3 separate regions of the Mus musculus genome follow, and regions 1 and 3 are each linked to region 2. Evidence: chromatin contacts called from public ChIA-PET and promoter capture Hi-C data. All regions are on one chromosome and are shown on one strand. Each heading gives the region's core, a stretch centred on a gene start, on an enhancer-like site or on the middle of the called end of the contact. The rest is flanking DNA. Distances are from core to core; before and after follow the strand shown.

Region 1 (4,278 bases), core at 1,648-4,147, 100 kb before region 2:
GAAACGAAGCCCAGCATGGAGTTCTTTGTTCTTTTGCCTTCAGCATGAGAGATGAGCTGTAATTCACCATCCCCATTTTTACGATGTTTACTCAGCTTCCCCATTCTTTGTGGTCTTATCCTCCCCTCACTTTGCAGTTTATTCTTTAAAAACCCTCAACTGCAACTGCTGGGGGGGTCGATCCCCTCTGCCCCTGTGCGGGTTACGAGCTCGGCCTCAGAATGCTGATTTCCAAATAAACCTCATGCGATATTGCATCAAGAACAATTTCTCTCAAGTTATTGGGGCATCGGCTCATCCTGGGACTTGAGCGAGGATCTCCCCGAAACGGGGGTCTTTCAATACCTTCTGCCATTTAAAATAGATTTGCATTTTAATTTAAAACTTTAAATTACATTTTAATTGTATGGCTCAGCGGGTAAGAGCACTGACTGCTCTTCCAAAGGTCCTGAGTTCAAATCTCAGCAACCACATGGTGGCTCACAACCATCTGTAATGAGATCTGATGCCCTCTTGTGGTGCGTCTGAAGACAGCTACAGTGTACTTACATATAATCAATCAATCAATCAATCAATCTTATAAAAACCCTTTATCATTGAATATAAATCATACATACTATTAAACACCTTGCCATGCAGCGGTGCTGTACGTGGGTGCTGTGAATTGAACCTGGATCCTCTGGAAGAACAAACTGTACTCTGAATCACTGAGTCATCTCTTGAGCCCTAAGGTAACATTTTTAAAAGTTGAGATGTTCTGTAAGTCTTTCTTGTTAAATACACAATTTAACATTCAGGGCATATATAAATGCTCACTAGGGGCTGGTGAGGTGGCTCAGTGGGTAAGAGCACCCGACTGCTCTTCCAAAGGTCCGGAGTTCAAATCCCAGCAACCACATGGTGGCTCACAACCATCCGTAACGAGATCTGACGCCCTCTTCTGGTGTGTCTGAAGACAGCTACAGTGTACTTACATATAATAAATAAATAAATCTAAAAAAAAAAAAAATAAATGCTCACTAAAGTCTGATTCAGCTTTCTGAAGGCATGTTATGTGAGTGAGCAAACACATTTATTTATTTAAATGGAGTTACTGTACCCGAGGTGATGATGCTCCCCGCAAAAGGCTCAGTACCAGGTATGGGAAACTCCCCTTGATTTACTGTCAGAAGAATACAAGAATTCCAACAACACGCCCACCAACCTCCCACAAAAACCAAAAACCAATATGGATCATTGCCACTGCCCTCGGTTGACTTCCAGAACTTGAAGGCAAGACCTTATTGCTGAAGACACCACACACTTCAGACACAGACTTGGAGAAATTGAACTGGAACTGAGATGGGCGCCTCCTGCAGAGGACTAGCTCCGACACATGCAGGTGCTAAACAAGCTGCCCAGTGAGAGGAGCAATCTATAGGCCTATCCAGCTGTGAAACCCAAGGACCATAGGCATAACAAAGCAAGATAGCTCGCATGGTCAATAGTCGCTTTTATCTTGTAACCATGGCTGTCTAATTGGATTGTTCCAGGACATCCAGGGTTTCTCAATGGGCAGAAATCCACTTTTGGTACTGTAATCCTAGCCAACTGGTTACCCGTGGCCAGAGAGCTCATAGACCCGAGTGGAGACCCTAATCCTGCCTTTTTCCTAAACCGATGTAATTTCTAACTTTATCCTAAACTCTTCCTTGAACCTTGAAGATAAGAGTTGCTCTCACACCCCATCAAAGAAGCTTTCTTATGTAACAGATGGAGACTATTACAGAGACCCACCCTGGTCAAAACGCAGAGATTACAGATCTGTGGGGTGTCCAACCCCAACTGACACGTATTCAAAACAAGCCCTACGCCCAAGGCTCAAGGAAAATCATAGAAGGGGCAGAAAGACTATAAGACTCATGGTCCAGGACACTTGTTACTAGATAGTATCCCCTAAGCATGACAGGGCAAATGCACCCACTAATGATTGTGTGAAGACTGGCTAAAGACAACATCAGCTGACATGCCAATGTGGACACAGGATGTTCCATATGGACCCACGCCTAGAAGAGCTACAATGACCAATAGTTGCTGAAAGAGAGAATGACTTTCCTCCAGGAGAGCCAGCCCTGCATAGGATGTGCAATCCCAAGTGGTCAACTCGAGATAATTGTACATATAAGCAATGCTGAATGCCCTCAGAGGATGCATACACATATGTATTTATATATGTATATGTAAAAATAATAAAGACAAGGCCATGCATTGGGAGGGATAGACACTGGAGCAGTTTGACGGATGAGGAAAGGCAAGGAGTGGATAGAGACTCAATGCTCATGTGCAAAGCTCTCAAAAAGTTATAAAAGGAATTTAAAATAATGAAGAAAAAAGAGGTGTCTCTGTTGGAGGCTATGTACAAGAAGAAGGTATTCCAAATCTAGCTTTTGAGGTAGTATCAATGACCCACAAGAATACAGTGTTACAAAGCCTGTTGTTAAGTTGATCTTAAGATACTCTCTCAGGGAAGAGGGACACAAGAAGACAATGTTATAAAGTGGCCTTTGGTAGGAGGAGTGCTTAGGAGACAGGCTTACAGATGGCAGTATTAAGGTAGTCTCTGATGCCGGGCGTGTTGGCGCACACCTTTAATCCCAGCACTCGGGAGGCAGAGGCAGGCGGATTTCTGAGTTTGAGGCCAGCATGGTCTACAAAGTGAGTTCCAGGACAGCCAGGTCTATACAGAGAAACCCTGTCTCGAAAAACAAAACAACAAACAAACAAACAAGGTGGTCTCTGTTGTGGTGAATAATGCCAACCTAACTCCTTTCATTGCAGATCCAACAAGCTTCCTCAATAGCTGGAGGGTAGCTGCAGTTCTCTCTGCTGTCACTAGATGACCGTCTATACTCAGAGGAGAAAGAAAAGAAAGCCAACTGGATCCCAAGGCCAGGATCATTCCAAAGAGGAAGTAAACCAAAATAGACCGTTTGTAAGTGCGGTACTCAATAATAAACAGTAGGAAGGCCTTGTTTTTCTACAGAATATGTGGGGCTTGCCTTCAAAGACTCTGTCTCTGGATAAGTTAATGACTATTATCTTCTATCCTCTATTTTGTGGCTTCTTTCTTTTTTATTTTGGCGTTTGTTGTTAGTTCCTGTTTTGTTTGAATCAGACTCTCACTGGCTTTCCTAGAACTCACAGTGTAGACCAGGCTGGCCTCAAATCCATGGCTTTATCCTCCTGCCTCTACCTCCTCTTAGGTGCTAGGACTAGATTTCAGGCACCCCAATCCTGGCTATGATTTGTTGATCCTATTCTCTCCTATTGCCTTCTCTCTCTCAGACTAAAATTCACAGGAGAAGCACAAAGCAATTTTTTGATAAGTCAATACTTGAAATACCTTTCTCCAGATAGAATTTCTTTAAAAAATTTTTTTACTTATTATTATAAATAAGTACACTGTTGCTGTCTTCAGACACACTAGAAGAGGGTGTCAAATCTCATTACGGGTAGTTGTGAGCCACCATGTGATTGCTGGAATTTGAACTCAGGACCTTCAGAAGAGCAGTCAGTGCTCTTGCCCAGTGAGCCATCCACTAGCCCCAGATAGAGTTTCTTATGCTCTCACGCATACTTCCGTAACATTTGGAAATACCTAGATTAGATCAGATCAAGATCCACACAGCTACAAATCCTCTTGGTAACTTATGCTGACTCTCTAGTATTGGTACATTGGTAGTATGTGTGTCTGTGGAAATTTCTTGTAAGAGTGTATTAGATTTTTTTTTTTTTTTTTTTTTTGGTTTTTCGAGACAGGGTTTCTCTTTATATCTCTGGCTGTCCTGGAGCTCACTTTGTAGACCAGGCTGGCCTCGAACTCAGAAATCCGTCTGCCTCTGCCTCCCGAGTGCTGGGATTAAAGGCGTGTGCCACCATGCCTGGCTGTATTAGAATTTTTAAATGACCTTTAAAACATTACTGATGAAACGCAGCTACCTTAGTATAACCCCCACTCTGCATCTTCCCTTCCTTTGCCTGTCCATGAGTTTTGGTAAAGTCTCCTTAGGTCTATTTCCAAATCTGTAATGTTACTGGTCTATTACACAGAGATTACTCACTTCGTATGGAAATTGAGAGCTGCAGAAAGAATAGCTTGTGAGGAATTATCAAAGTTTGGAACTGACTTCCAGTGGGAAGTGCATGAGCATACCTTTTTTTTTTTTTTTTTTTTTTTGCCTTTTATCTGTGTATATGTCTGCCATGCTCACATGTGCTCTATCGTGAGAGAATCCAGAC
Region 2 (4,396 bases), core at 1,819-4,318:
TGTATATGTATATGTATACATATGTATTCGTTTGACAGCAGCTAGACACAGAACACAGAACAGAAATAGTCCCAATGGCAGGCTTCAGGGGTTCAGTTTTGTTTCCTATTGGTGTAATGAAATAACCCAGACAAAATTAGCTTAGGAGAAAAATGGCCTATTTTGGCTCACAATTCCAGGTTATAGCCCATCATGCAGGGAGTCAAGGCAGCAGAAACTTGAAGCAGTTAGTCACCTTGACAGTCACGAACAAAAGAGAAAATGAATACACATATGAGCCAGTGCTCAATTGGCATTCTTCATTCATTCAGTATAGGGTCTCCTGCCTAGGGAATGGTGACACCCAAAGTGGGTGGGTCTTCTCTCTAGTCAAGATCACCCTTCACAGATATGATCACTGGACAACCTGTTCTAGATAATCTCTCATCAGGCCCCTTTCCTGGCTTATTGTAGATTATGTCAAAGTACTCATTAAAACCATTGTAAGGGACTTTCCTAAGTGGCACAGCAGCTAAATAGAACAATTAATTGTAGGAAAATACATTTTAAAGTATCTAAAAACAAAGGCTACTTCTTGTTTGTGTAAGGTGGCATCATTATTTTATTCCACAAAGACTTTCAGAATACAGAATAACACCTAGTAAGGACCAGGAGTCTAGGGGTAGGGTAAATCTAAAAACTGATTTAGTCATTCTAGCTCTGACCTTGGAAAGTTTACCTTTCTCTTGGTGCCTCAGTTTCTTCCAGTATGAAATAGGGTAATAACTTATTTCCGAGGACTGCATTTAATCTGTTAACCCTTGAATATGTTAGTATATGCCAGTTTCTTAAAACAGTATCAGCATACCATTATCTTCAAATACATTTGTTACTATTTGAAGGAGCTGGGAGCTTTAAAACTTTGTTTTGTTGGTTTGTATTTTTTCATTTCACTATCTAGACTGACTGACTGACTTTCTTTCTTTCTTTCTTTCTTTCTTTCTTTCTTTCTTTCTTTCTTTCTTTCCTTTTTTCCTGATTTTCATTTTAAAACTTTGAATTTTGTGTGTGTGTGTGTTTCAGTACCCCTCATAAAATTATTGTAACTATCATACATTATTAACTTTTGTTCGTTTTGGTTTTTGAGACAGGGTTTTTCTGTATAGCTCTGACTGTCCTGGAACTCAAGAGAACTACCTGCCTCTGCCTCCCGAGTGCTGGGATCAAAGGCATGTGCCACCACCACCCTATCACTATTAACTTTTAAAACACAAAATAGACCTACTTTCTCTATAATCTTTATACATAGTTATTTTTCTATGTTCCAGCATTTTTTAGTCGTTTTGAAATAAACATAAAGGAAGTAAAATAAAACAGAATCTATTAATAATACTAATAATTTGATTCATTGTAATGTCAGATATCTGTTTTGAGTACAAGGATAGTGATAGAAGTTAAAACATCTCTAATCCAAAATTCAAAATGCTCTAAGATCTGAGATTCAGAGGTATGGTGATTTGAATGCGAATGGCCCTCATAGGTCAGCATGCTTAAATGCTTGCCTGACAATTGGTTGAACTGTTTGGGAAGGACTAGGAGGTGTGGCTTTGCTGGGGTGGGTGTCATTGGTGGCAGGCTCTGGTGGGGCCCATTCCCAGTTAGCTCTTCTTCTGCCTCCTTCCTGTGGCTCAGCTGTGAGCGCTCGGGTGTCCCTGCTGCCGTACTTTCCTCTGACATCATGAACTTTGGCTCTGGGTATAAGCTGTATGCGAAATATAAGTTAATTTCATGTTTGGATCCATTCTATCCTCAAAATATCTCTTTATGAATAGGCAAACATACCAAAAATTTCAAAATCTGAAACACTTTCAGTCCCAAGTATTTTGGATAAGAGAATCTTAACTTGTAGTGTAGAACTTTCCACTGGAGACTTGCTCCAGGGCGTGGTGGGAGCAGGTGTCCCGGGATTGAACCTGGGGCCTCACACATGCCAAGCAAGCTCTGTACATCCAGCTGTGCCCTTTTTAATGGCAGTGGTGGCATGATTGCATTAGGTTCAGTCGTCATCACGTAAGTGCTATAATACTTGCCTTGGAATCTTTCACCCCCTCTGTAAATTTCTCACGAATAGAAGATGGATTTTTCTACAATTGCATTAAAATAATATCATTTTAGAAAAATTAGTTACGGATTCTTTTGTGTAGCTTCAAGGCCAGCCAGTTTTCTGGATACTTCTAAAGCTACAGTACTCAGTTCCACTTATTTGACTTTACCTGAAGCCAGAGTTCTAATTAATGTAGAGTTAATCAATGACTTTTTTCCCCTAGAGAGCGTAACGGTTTGGGGAGAGTGGTATTTTGTGTTTCTACTAGTAAATCCAATGCAGTGAGGTTCATGCAGTCGCTTGAACGGGCTGTTTACTCTAATGGGTAGCAGGCGCTCAGCTTGTTGGCATCCAGTGAACAGTGTGTGCTAATGTCACTAGTACTTGTAATTATTTTTAGAAGTCACAAGCTTTGAGTCACGAGTTGGGGTTCAAAGCTACTTAAACTGACTGAGGACCGAGAACTTGTTACTCGGGTTGGTTTATTAGACAGCTTTCGGCAATCAGCTCCAAGCAAGCGGAGCTTCAGCTGCCTGGTTAGCTGATCCCTTCAAAGGACAGCTTACAGATGTGGAATACCAATTCTGCCAGTGAATTTTTTGGGGCTGTGTTGATGTATTGAGTTTTACGTTCTTGACCCTCGAGTCTGCTCTGTGCACCGCTGTGGTGTGTTTACTGAAAGCTTGGAGACTAGGGAGTAGCAGCGCTAACTTTTCAGTTAGTAGACCTTGAAATTGTCTTGTTGTTGTTCGCTTTGGTTTTGTTTTGCTTTGTTTTGGGGACACAGGTGAGTGTCTCACTGCATAGTCCGGGCTGGCTGAGGTTCAGATTCCCCCTGCCTCAACTTCCTGCATGCCAGGATTATAGCCCGGTACTCCCAGGACTGGTTAATTAATATATCTATATTTAGGGCTGGGATTATAGTGCCCAGTGTGATACCTAAGAATTAGGAAAACCGAAGCCTGTTATAACGCTGGGCACATAGCTCTTACTGTTCAGGGCGGTTGCCAGGGTACAAAGATCACAGAGAAGGAAAGCAGTGTGTCTACCCCACCCGCTATGGTCCCTTCTATGCTACCATGGGTCTCCTCACACCTCTGGCCTTTTGTCAGAAAAACGGGCCCTAACTACTTATCTATATGTCCATGTCTATAACTTTAAGTGTGACTAAAATATTCCACAGCTTCACCCTATGTCTCATGTTGTAGAATGCTTAATACTACCTGCCATGATCAGCTTTTGTCTGTTTTTAAGTGCCTTGAAGTTTATTGTGTATTTTTATGTTGTCAGAAAAGGAATTCAGGGCTCCCACATGCTAAGTATTCCTTTAAATTTTTTTCTCCTATAACTGTTATGAACAGTTTATTAACTGCTTTAACCTAGGTGTTATCTGTGGTAGATAAAGGACCAAATAAATGACCAGGGCCTTTATAACTGTGGTTGCTGACAGGTGGGCTTTACTGAAAGTGTCCCCATTGGTTGAGGCACCTGTCACCTGAAAGCCTCAACTCAGAGGCACCCCTGTCTGGCAAGTCCAGAAATCTATATGGAACAATCTCTTCTTAAAAAACAAAACCCAAACGTATTTAGGAAAAAAAAATAGGGACATTTGTATTGCTGGACTTTCCATCTTCTGATTCACAATAACAAAGAAAGGAGAAAATATATATTGATACTGAAATCTAATCATGTATTGGTCTGAAAGTCTTTGACAACCTTTACAAAGATATTACATTTTTCCATTTTAACACAGTTTTATCTGAAGACGAGGATAAAAATATTTTAAATATTTAAGCACTTCCTATTTCCTTCATTCCCAAATATATTTTGAAAAAAATATATAGAATATGGGTAGAATTGAAGTAAGGAAAAAATTCACTTATAATGTGTTTTTAAAACTTTGTAAACAAATGCATTTTGATTTGTTTTCAGGGGTTTTAAGTGTTCTGTGGTTTACATTTTTATTAGGATTTTTTGTTATGTAATATTTCCAAACTTTTATGTATCATATTTTGACTTGCTTAAGTGGTGGGGTTTTCGTTGTTTTGTTGTTCTTGTTTGCTTCTTTTGAGAGGAATGTGAGTGTATGCATGTGTGTGTGTGTGTGTGTGTGTGTGTGTGTGTGTATACACATGCGTATGCATGCATGTCTGCATATGTGAGTGTGTGTTTGTGTGAGTGCTGTGTGTGTCTTGAGATAGATTCACTCTGTAGCCCTGGCTTGCCTTGACCTTGCTGTGTAGTCCAGGCTAGTCTGGAACTCATAGAGAGCTGTCTTCTTTGTCTCTTAGAGACAGAGGAATTAAAGAGGGT
Region 3 (3,792 bases), core at 1,004-3,503, 110 kb after region 2:
CCACTGGGTTATATGCTGGGGGCTTTTACAAGGTTTTATCACTAATTGTGAGAGGGGTTCTATATCCCTAGAGGCGAAGTAGCCCAGTCACCTCCAAGTCATTGCACCTCATCTCACCTTTTATTAAAACATTCCTTGTAAGTTTCTAGAAAAGCCCACGAGAAGAGGGGTCTCAACCCGCAATGCAAAGGACAAAGGACTGCACAGGCTGCGAAGGACGGTATGGAGTTCGGGTGGTGGTGCAGCCCTGCTTTACAGGTTCTTTGTAACTGTGCCAGAGCGGCAACAAGGAAAGTGCCTGGCACTTTAATTCCTGATCCAGCAGGAAGAAGCTAAGCTGCAGCATCAAGGATGCTTAACCATGGAGCATTCTCACCTGCCAAGACACAGCAGTTTCTGTTGTTACATCACACAGAATTCCTTACCTTCCAACCTCACTAGCAGATTAACATTGACGTTTTCACAAAAATCCATTATGTATCACCCATAGCATAAAAACCAAGTGGATTGGAATAACATAGTCACCCTTGCTACTCAACTTTAGCTTAACATAAATATGTGAAAAGAGCATAGACTGCACTTTCATATTGTCAAAATATTTAAAATACATGGGTGTAGATTTTGAAAGTACTGCACAATTTTCAGATGACTAGAAAGAAATATCTAAGAGGGGCAGATTAAAACAAGCCACCAAAGAGATAAGGAAAAATTAAGAAGCAGCCCTCTTACTTTAGTGTGAGCTGTATGAGCTGTGGGCAGTGGTGCCCTGGTGTGCAGATGAGGCAGGAATGTCACGTGCTAGGCAGTGGGAACACAGCATTGAGGACTGATGAGACAGGAGCTATGCTAGGGCTGTCAGAAGCTAGGTGTCTCCCAGTTAGAGTTAGATTGTATAGGAAGGGAAAATAAATCTAGAAAGGTTGTGACTATTGGTGTGAATTCTGATTCTCAATACATATATGCACATACACAGAGGGGCATCATTATGGATCTAATGTATATTTCTTAGTCATTGTGTGTGTTGCCGGGTGGTTTGGCATAGTGTGTGAGAGAGATCGATGTCATGTGGTGTGTGTTGCAGTGTGTGGCTTACGACTAAAAGGCCTAGAAAGGACACTGCAATCTGTTGAGTGCCTGCAGGCTGTGTGTGCTCCTGGAGCCCAGCTTTCATGAGCTGTCACTCATACTGGGGTCTTCGGTGACACAGCTGAGTCCTATTTGCTCCTGATCTCTCCACCCATATGCCCTAACTGACCCCACTGAAACTCATTGCTCTATGAAGTTGGACTTTGAGAGTATTTTTCCTTCAGCCTGTCTTCAGTACCCTACCTGGGATAAACTGATCCTAAGGGCTCTCTGCCTGCTCTCTGCTGGTGCTTGGCTGACCCAGTAGATCTGCTCAGAGAGCAGGCCAGCAGCAACTAGGCACTCCAGAGGCAAGGCCCCAGCACGGGTGCTTTCCCAGGTCACAGCCCCATGCTTTTAGTTAGAACTGAGGATGCCATCCTTTTCCTCCAGTGGAAAAGTCTGAGTTCAGAAAACCATGTGTGCCCCAGAGGCCACAGCTTGTAAATCCTATAATAAGCCTGTGTGGTGGTTTAAATATGCTTGGCCTATTAGGAGGTGTGGCCTTGTTGGAGGAAATGTGTCATTGTGGGGGTGGGCAATGATTCTTTTCTCCTAACTACATGGGAGCCAGTCTTCTAGTGTCCTTCAGATGAAGATATAGAACTCTCAGCTCCTCCTGCACCATGTCTGCCAGGACATGCCCTTGTTCTCCACCTTGATGATAATGGACTGAACCTCTAAAACTGTAAGCCAGCCCCATTTAAATGTTGTCCTTAGAAGAGTTGCCTTGGTCATGGTGTCTGTCCACAGCAGTAAAACCCTAACAGCCTGTGTACTATGGGTATGTGCCCATATCCAGCTGTGTCTCCATCCCAAGAATAAACAATTCTGGTGACCTCACTGTGTATGCATCGGGATGAGAAAAATCTCACTACCTCCTCCATAGGGGAAGAGATGTCCCTCTAGGGTTCATGGGAGCAGTGTTGCCACACACTGTCCCCAAATCCAGAGGGTGAACATCTCTGTGTGCTTGTGTGTGAGAAACCCAGAAATAGAGGGAGAGCTGTGATGTGGACAATTCGTTCTCAGAAAGTTGATCTTTCAGAAGCATTTCAAACAAACAAATAATGGTATCCCTTGACAACACGTTAGAACCTTGGTATGAAGGGTGACAATTGTGATGCAGGGGAGGATCCAAGAAGAACTGGGCCTGAGTCAAGTGAAATCAGACAGCAACAACACAAAGGGGGGAGGGGGGCATTCAAACGGTTCAAAACCAAAAACAAGCCAGGGAGCAGTCCTGGAGAAATGAAGTTAAAAGGATCAAAGGTAGCTCGTGAGTAGAAGTGAAAGCCTGATGTGCTTCATTGACATGGCGTCTCATCGGCCGGTCCCTGCAGACGACTTCGGTGCCTACTACAACCTGTGAGCCTCTATGTCCTGTGCCTTTATAGATAACCTCAGGAGTGGGGGGCTGGGGGAGGGCTTACCTAGAGGGGGCATGGCACCTGTTGCATTTGGGAGGGCTCTGCCAGATTTGACCCATGAAGGACCCAGAAGAGATAACATACATGTACTCCCTGATCAGTCAGCTCAGGGCCTCCGTGACATCACTGAGTAAAAGTGAGAATGGCACACTTTTCAGATGGGTGAAACTGAGCAGAGGCACTGAGTGAGGCCGCTGAGCGGTGGGGCCTGGATTTCAGATTCAGTCTGTGGGAAGAAAGGTAATAAAGGACAAAGGTGGTGAGCGGCCCTACTGAATCGGTCAGATAAGAGGGAGCTGTGCAGATCAAGGAGGCCTCCTGGAGCCTGCAGTATTTCCCATCTCTGCATGCTGGGCAGATGCTCCAGTCCCGTCTCTCCACATTAAGTCATTTATTCTTTTAAAGATTTTATTTTATGTATATGAATGCTTTGCTGACAATTTAAGCACACCAAAGCAGTGCTCTTGGAGGCCAGAAGAGGGCATTAGATCCCTTGGAACTGGAGACACAAATGGTTGTGAGCTGCCATGTGGTTGCTGGGAAGTGAGCCAGGATCTTCTGAAAGAACAGCAGAAATGCTCTTAACTGCTGAGCCATCTCTTCAGAACCCAAGCTGTGTGTGTGTGTGTGTGTGTGTGTGTGTGTGTATGCACGTATATCTGTATATGTGTGTATACATATATATGTATATATGTGTGTATACATGTAAATATACGTGTATACATACTATACAGGTACATAGATGTATATATACATATATACATACACACATAGACATATATACACACATGTGTATGTGTATATAAGTATATATACATATGTGTGTGTGTGTATAAATATACACTTGTCTTTTTTTGGACACAGGGTTTCTCTGTGTAGCCTTAGCTATTCGTTCTAGAACCCACTCTGTACACCAGGTTAGCCTCAGACTCAGAGATCCCCCCTGCTGCTGCCTCCTGAACGCTAGGATCAAAGGTTTGCACCACCAATAACTGGCTATGTTGTATTCTTTTAAAAGATATCATTTATTATGTGATCTAAGCTAAGCACCTTGCATGGCACCTGCATGGCCCTCGCAGTAACCCTGCCAGGAAGAGGTAGTGTTCCTTGTTTTGCTGGGGGATCAGGAGCTTGAGGCCAAAGCCAGTGCCTCACACAGGCCAAGGACACTTTCTCATGCTGAATGTTTCTGTGTTATAAATGAGCAAACATAAGAACCCTAATCATAAATATATAT

What was found. Promoter capture Hi-C pulls out the DNA fragments that hold promoters and counts their contacts. ChIA-PET counts read pairs in DNA pulled down with a chosen protein or histone mark.
Region 1: a contact with region 2 is called in an H3K27ac ChIA-PET map of liver, with 5 times the contacts expected there. The contact joins two enhancer-like sites. A contact is called at or near these places in 19 of 39 promoter capture datasets (the 3T3-L1 cell line, 3T3-L1-derived adipocytes, the HPC-7 cell line and 12 more), 1 of 15 datasets of contacts at CTCF or cohesin (stem cell-derived epiblast-like cells), 11 of 484 Hi-C or Micro-C datasets (bone marrow, bone marrow-derived dendritic cells, bone marrow-derived macrophages and 8 more), 7 of 115 datasets of contacts at active chromatin or transcription factors (the NIH/3T3 cell line, bone marrow-derived macrophages, embryonic basal ganglia and 3 more) and 5 of 9 other capture datasets (adipose tissue, embryonic stem cells, liver and 2 more).
Region 3: a promoter capture Hi-C map of liver shows a contact between it and region 2. The contact joins the promoter of Usp50 here to the enhancer-like site in region 2. A contact is called at or near these places in 6 of 39 promoter capture datasets (the 3T3-L1 cell line, 3T3-L1-derived adipocytes, the C10 cell line and 2 more), 4 of 484 Hi-C or Micro-C datasets (bone marrow-derived macrophages, conventional dendritic cells, cortical neurons and 1 more) and 4 of 9 other capture datasets (adipose tissue, embryonic stem cells, liver and 1 more).

The regions. Positions count from the first base shown.
Region 1 is chr2:126,995,585-126,999,862 of GRCm38.p6, reverse strand. No RefSeq gene overlaps it. Among named protein-coding and RNA genes, the nearest start is that of Ap4e1, 11 kb to the left of the region's middle. Within about 2 kb of position 2,897, at least 113 of the 459 cell types and tissues checked have an H3K27ac peak or open chromatin away from gene starts, as enhancers often do. A contact at or near this core is called in liver, where this site is marked.
Region 2 is chr2:126,895,838-126,900,233 of GRCm38.p6, reverse strand. All of the region lies in intron 14 of Sppl2a (signal peptide peptidase like 2A), which reads left to right. Among named protein-coding and RNA genes, the nearest start is that of Mir3473g, 4.3 kb to the left of the region's middle. Within about 2 kb of position 3,068, at least 12 of the 459 cell types and tissues checked have an H3K27ac peak or open chromatin away from gene starts, as enhancers often do. A contact at or near this core is called in liver, where this site is marked.
Region 3 is chr2:126,781,921-126,785,712 of GRCm38.p6, reverse strand. It overlaps Usp50 (ubiquitin specific peptidase 50), which reads left to right and starts at 2,253. Exons shown (of 7, transcript NM_029163.3): 1 at 2,253-2,493. The coding sequence starts at 2,426.